2 separate regions of the Columba livia genome follow, and region 1 is linked to region 2. Evidence: chromatin contacts called from public Hi-C data. All regions are on one chromosome and are shown on one strand. Each heading gives the region's core, a stretch centred on a gene start, on an enhancer-like site or on the middle of the called end of the contact. The rest is flanking DNA. Distances are from core to core; before and after follow the strand shown. Region 1 overlaps HIVEP3 (HIVEP zinc finger 3). Region 2 holds the start of SERINC2 (serine incorporator 2).

The links. A called contact is a pair of places that touch in the nucleus more often than the background predicts.
Region 1: a Hi-C map of liver shows a contact between it and region 2, with 6 times the contacts expected there. The contact joins the enhancer-like site here to the promoter of SERINC2 in region 2. A contact is called at or near these places in 2 of 2 Hi-C or Micro-C datasets (crop and liver).

Annotation. Positions count from the first base shown.
Region 1 is chr26:1,255,228-1,257,927 of bColLiv1.pat.W.v2, forward strand. The region is part of intron 8 of HIVEP3 (HIVEP zinc finger 3); the gene reads left to right. Among named protein-coding and RNA genes, the nearest start is that of EDN2, 37 kb to the right of the region's middle. Within about 2 kb of position 1,399, at least 1 of the 3 cell types and tissues checked has an H3K27ac peak away from gene starts, as active enhancers do.
Region 2 is chr26:1,032,052-1,034,751 of bColLiv1.pat.W.v2, forward strand. SERINC2 (serine incorporator 2) reads left to right here and starts at 1,279. Exons shown (of 10, transcript XM_065041357.1): 1 at 1,279-1,432. The coding sequence starts at 1,394. It overlaps LOC135576410 (a long non-coding RNA gene), which reads right to left and starts at 112. Exons shown (of 3, transcript XR_010468123.1): 1 at 1-112.

The DNA.
Region 1 (2,700 bases), core at 149-2,648, 220 kb after region 2:
GTGCTGAGCCCAGCAAGGAAAGGTCCTCCCTGGCCTGCAGAGGACCCGAACCCACCCGCTTGCAGAGGGGACTCCTCTGCCCTGGTTGCCATTGGCTGCTCGCTGGAATGAGCTGTGCTGTCTGACCCTCATCGCATTATGCAAGCAATCCGTGTAATTTTAGAATTACAAAAAACATACAGTCCCCATTTCCTGCTATGGATGAAGAGCGTTCGTGTTTGTGTAAAGGGGACGGTCTGCCAGGAAGGAATGCAGGAAGGTGAAAGCGGGGAGCCGTGGTATCGCAGGATGTTTCCTTTATTTTCTTTCAGCTTCTTTTCCATCCGGTTGAAGTTAACACTGGACTTCGGCTGCGATTTCATATGTTCTGCCTCATGAGTAAGGAGGCCCATTGCTCATAAATGCCAATACTAAATAAAGCAGCCAAGAAGATGGCCAGAAAATCCTATTTTCTACTATAGTGGTTGGGTGCTATTTGGATGGATGAGAAAATAACATAAAGATAACAGAAAGGGGCATGAGAAATCAAGAGCTCACAGCTCTGTCGGGCATCCCGTGTTCTCATAGTGGGCTGCAAAGAGCCTGTGTAACCACAGTGTCTTCTCTCTTTGCAAAGGGGCTCAGAACAGACCCTAGCAAGGACTATTTTAATTTAAAAACTATAAAGTGGCTATTTCCATGTGCCACAAGCCAGCACGGGAAGATAGCCGTGCTTCCTTTGGGGCAGGCAGGGAGGGAGCCGCAGCGCCTAAAACTCCCTGGATTATTTTAAACAAGAGTTATATTTCACTCGATTGTTTTTATTTCTATTTAAGGGGCAGGAGAAAGTAAGGAGTGTTACTATAAAAGGAGATTGGAGTCTAATTCCTCGCTCCTGCGTTGGTTTTGCTTGGTGGGATTGCACCGGTTTGGTAGAACAACCTCAGAATAACACACGTGTAATGAAATGCAGCCCTCGGCCAAAGCCGACAAGGCGTGTTTTCCCTGGCTGCCTCTCCCGTCCTTCTCCCAGCTCTCCCTCCTCCTCTCCCTCCTCCTCCTCTCCCTCCTCCTCCTCTCCCTCCTCCTCCTCCTCTCCCTCCTCCTCCTCCTCTCCCTCCTCCTCCTCCTCTCCCTTCTCCTGACTTGCTCTTTCTCTGCCCGTTAGCTCAGCAGAATGTGTTTTGGCGCGGGGAGCCAGGGCTCGGCTCTGAGCTCTCTCTGCCTGTCCCGAGGCCAAAGCAAACTCCCCTTGGGCTGTCCCGGCACTCACTCACATGTTTCCCTCCGTGGCAAATGCAAACACGTCCCAGCGCGGAGCTGGCTTCGCGTTTCCCTCACTCCCTGTTTCTGACCTTGCTCCCTGTCCTGTCCGCTGGGTGACTGGGACCCGGCAGAGACCACAGCGGACACGGCTCCTCGAGCCGGGCTGAGGCTGCAGCTGCCTGTGCATCCCCGAGCCCATAGATACCGAACCACAAAACCAGAGATGGGGACCAGCCCTTAGCTCTGCCAGCACAATGCATTCCTTTTCCAAGCAAGAAATATGCACCGTTCGCCCTACAGCCGGGAAAACCGGTCGTTTGGAATAATATGTGTTCTGAATTCAGTCCCTTTGGGAGTTTGCAAACCCGCCGCTGGATCCTGTGTCCAGCAAACACCGTGATTATACGGACAGTCACAATGCGAGTCAGCCTCTCGCTGAAGAGCCGCTGACTTGGACCCGATGCCGCGTGAGTTCTGCGGTAGGTCTCGTTTTATGGACCGGATACTTCTGAAATGTGGTGGGGAGCAAATGAGGTGCATTTCAGGCCGAGCCTTGGATGGATCAGCAGCCCTGGTAGAATACACGTCTTATTTATTTCACTGGTGATGCCAAGTATTTCATGAGCTTTTACTAGTAAGGCCCTGTTATTCCAAGTAAACAAAATGAAGGTTTTTTTATGCATAGATCACAGTGACTTCTCACTGTGTGGCCGTGGCCGCTGGTGGCAGCCGCCCTGCCCGCTGCAGGCAGGTCTGCTCCAGCCTCAGCACTCACTCCGTCTCATTTCCCCTCCGGCTCGTCCTGCTGACAGATGGCAGCTCTGAATGGAAAACCGTTTCAGTGTTCACCGGAGGAGAAACCGTGTCCTAGGCTGAACTGACAGTGAAAAGAGGCCAGCAGTGCCACAATTAATCACCCTGTTCAGTGCAGGTGTCAGAGCAGCATCCCTCCCAAAGCTGGGGACCACGCGCATCCCAGCAGCTCTGCACCCGTTGTCTTGGTGCTTGGCACAAACAGAGATTGGAAAAACTGGTGGTTTATTAGCGTGTGCAGAGCGACGGGGACTGGCAGGGGAGCCTGGCGGCGTGGTTGCGTTGAGCTGCAGTGACATCCAGTGGCTGCTCCCGATGGGCCTCTGCAGGCTGAGCTCGCAGCTGTGCACATCTGGCGCGGAAAGGCAGGTTTTCCTGTGCAGACCCGGCAGCGGGTGAGCCAGCGCGATCTGCTTGGAGCTTGGTGCTGGTCTCACAAAGCCTCCGCTGGCCCTTAAAGTAGAGTAGAGATGCGGTATATTTACCTGCAGATATATTGCAAATCCTTTAGAATTTGCTTGTTGTACACTCCTCACTGTTTACAAGCCCTTATTAACAAAGCATCCCTGTGCAAAGCTTTCCACAGGCAGACAGTAAAAGCCTCTGCGACAAACAAGCATCTGCATCATAGCCAGAATTTAT
Region 2 (2,700 bases), core at 29-2,528:
AGCTTTATCTCTGAAGCAAGAAGTGTGACACCCTCCTCAGCCTCAAGGACACAGGGGACACATTGTCTACCGCCTGCCTCAGCCCTGTGGCCCCCAAATCCTGCCTGCTGCTGCATAGTCACATACATTCCCCGCTGTCTAAATTTAGGGTCTGGATGTGGGCTAGCACATCCCAGTTTATCTCAGCCCCTGAATTACACACGCCAGCAGCAGGACAGCACTCGCTGTTCCGGGTGGACGTGCCAGACACCGGCCAGGCAGGGAAACCCGCTGCCCGCCCAGCTCCAGCTCCCACCCTTGGCACCGTGTGTCCCTTGTCCCCCCTCACCCGGGGTCTGGTCCCACAGGGGGAGTTCATTCAGCCTGGTAGATGTGCTGGAGATGGAAGCTGCGCTGGAGCCGGTGTCTGCTGGAGCTGGGTGGTCTGCTGGAGCTGGGGGGTCTGCTGGAGCTGGGAGGTGACAGCAAGGAGAGCTGTCATAAGTACATAGATGACAAAAGGATGACGACGAAAAATATGGGCACATTGCTCCATGAGATGGGGGACCCAGTGCCACAAGACACAGGAAAGCCTAAAGAACTGAATGCTACCTTTGCTTCTTTACTTGCAAGAGCAACTTTCAGGAATCCCAGGCGCCAGAGACTGTGGGGAAAGGCTGGAGCAAGGAAGAGCTGGATGGTGATGTACTGGAGCTGGGTTGTGTACTGGAGCTGAGTGGTGTACTGGAGCTGCTATGTGTGTTGGAGCAGAGCGGTGCACCAGACTTGTAGGACTTGATGGCCAGGAGCAACCCAGCACTCTGCTCTTTCTGGGACTCAAATGCTGTTGCTGACCCCATCAGCAGCCCTCAGCAAGGCCATATCTACCTGCACGAGCTGTATCGATGAAAAATCACAGGGCTTCATTAACTTCTCAGTTGGATCCAGGTGCCAGCTGACCCCAGGCCCCCACAGCTGCTCTGGGGACATTTGGTGGGGACCTGACCCAGCCTTTCCAAGGGGACCCAGTTCACAGTGAACACACTCAAAACATGCCTCGGGACCCTGAGCTGCCTTCCGAGGAGCCAACCCCTTCCCGCGGTGGGTGCCTGGGCGGCACCCCAGCCCCGGGGCACCCCAGAGCCCCCGCTCCGGGCCGGGCTCCCGCTGTCGGTGCGGTCCCCTCGGCGCTGAACGGTGCCGGGGGGATCCGAGCAGCCACTTCCCCGCTCCGAGGGCCACGGGGGGATGCCGGGGATTCCCGGCTGTCCGCAGGGCCCCGCCCCGCCGCCGCAGGGGCCGCCCCGGGGGAGGCGGCAGCGCCCGCCCCGAGCGGGAGCCGCGGGGCCGGGCCGGGCGGAGCCAGCGCGGCCGCGGAGGGAGCGCGGAGCGAGTGCGGAGCGGCGGCCGCACCATGGGGGCCTGTCTGGGCGTCTGCTCCCTGCTCAGCTGCGTGAGTGCCCGGCGGGGGCGGCGGGACGGGAGCGGGAGGGGAACGGGGGGGTAACGGGGCTGCGGCCGATCCCGGCACCGCAGCGGCGGGCGCGGCCCCGGGGCGGGGGAGTCGGTGCTGCTGTGGATCCGGGTGGGAGGTGCAGGGGAGGCCCAGGGAGGTCTGAGGGATGTGCCCCGAGAATGTGCCCCGGGGATGTGCCCGGTACCCCTGCGGGGGCGGAGGAGATGCCGGGAGTTCCAAGGGAAAGGCGGAGGGGTGCAGGGGACCCCCGGGGGGATGCGGGGAACCCCAGGGGGATGCAGGGGACCCCTGTATCGATGCATCCCTCTGTGTTTGGGGGGATGTGAAGGACACCCGGAGCAGGGCATCCCACAGCTCCCGGGGATATCCAGGGGAGACCCAGGGGGTTCACCCCAGATAATTCTGAGGCTCATGAATGTCATGGTTGAGGGGAACATGGAGTCTGAGGGTGCCTGGGATGCTGTGCCCCAGTGAACCTGGGGGATCTGGGCAGCTGGAGGGGTGATGCCCTGCTGGCCCTGGGGAAGTCGGTGGTCCTGGCCCCCCTGCTCTTATATACTGGGGGATCCAGTGCTGCTGCACCCATGCGATGCTGAGGGGCTGGGGGTCCTGCCTGGTTCTCGCTGCTGAGCCCCAAAGCAGGAGGCTGGGGATGGAATAAGAAGAAGGAGCCGGGACAGGTGGAGCTGTTGTGTGTGGGTGCCATGGCCCAGGGCGGGTGCAGGGTGTGTGATTCGGGGTGCTGTGCCCAGTGACGTGGAGTGCTGGATTTGGGGTGCTGTGCCCAGTGACGTGGGGTGCAGGATCGAGGGTGCTGTGCCCGGTGACGCAGCAGCTGCCCACGGCCGGTGCTGCCGCCCCTGGCATTGCCTCACCTGTGGGCACAGGGCCAGGCAGGGCGGCAACACCGACCCGGGAGCCACCAGCCTGGGAACGGGGCCGGTTTCACAACCTGACCTCAAAGTTCTGGAGGTTTAACGACCAGGAGCTTTTGAAACATAAGATCAGACGGAGGGCAGCCTGCAAGGCCTCTGTCTGCAGCATGCATCCGATGCTTTTCCTTATGGGCAGGTATCAGAAAACCTGGGAGTTACTCCAGAGCGGGGATGGGGAGGTTCTGGCCTAATTCTGGATTTTTTCCTAAAAGAAAATGATTCTGGCCCAGGTTGTGGTAACAGGGTAGGGTCACTGTATGGGTTTAATTCTCCTATTCCTTCCAGTGGAGCTGGTTGACTACAGGGATG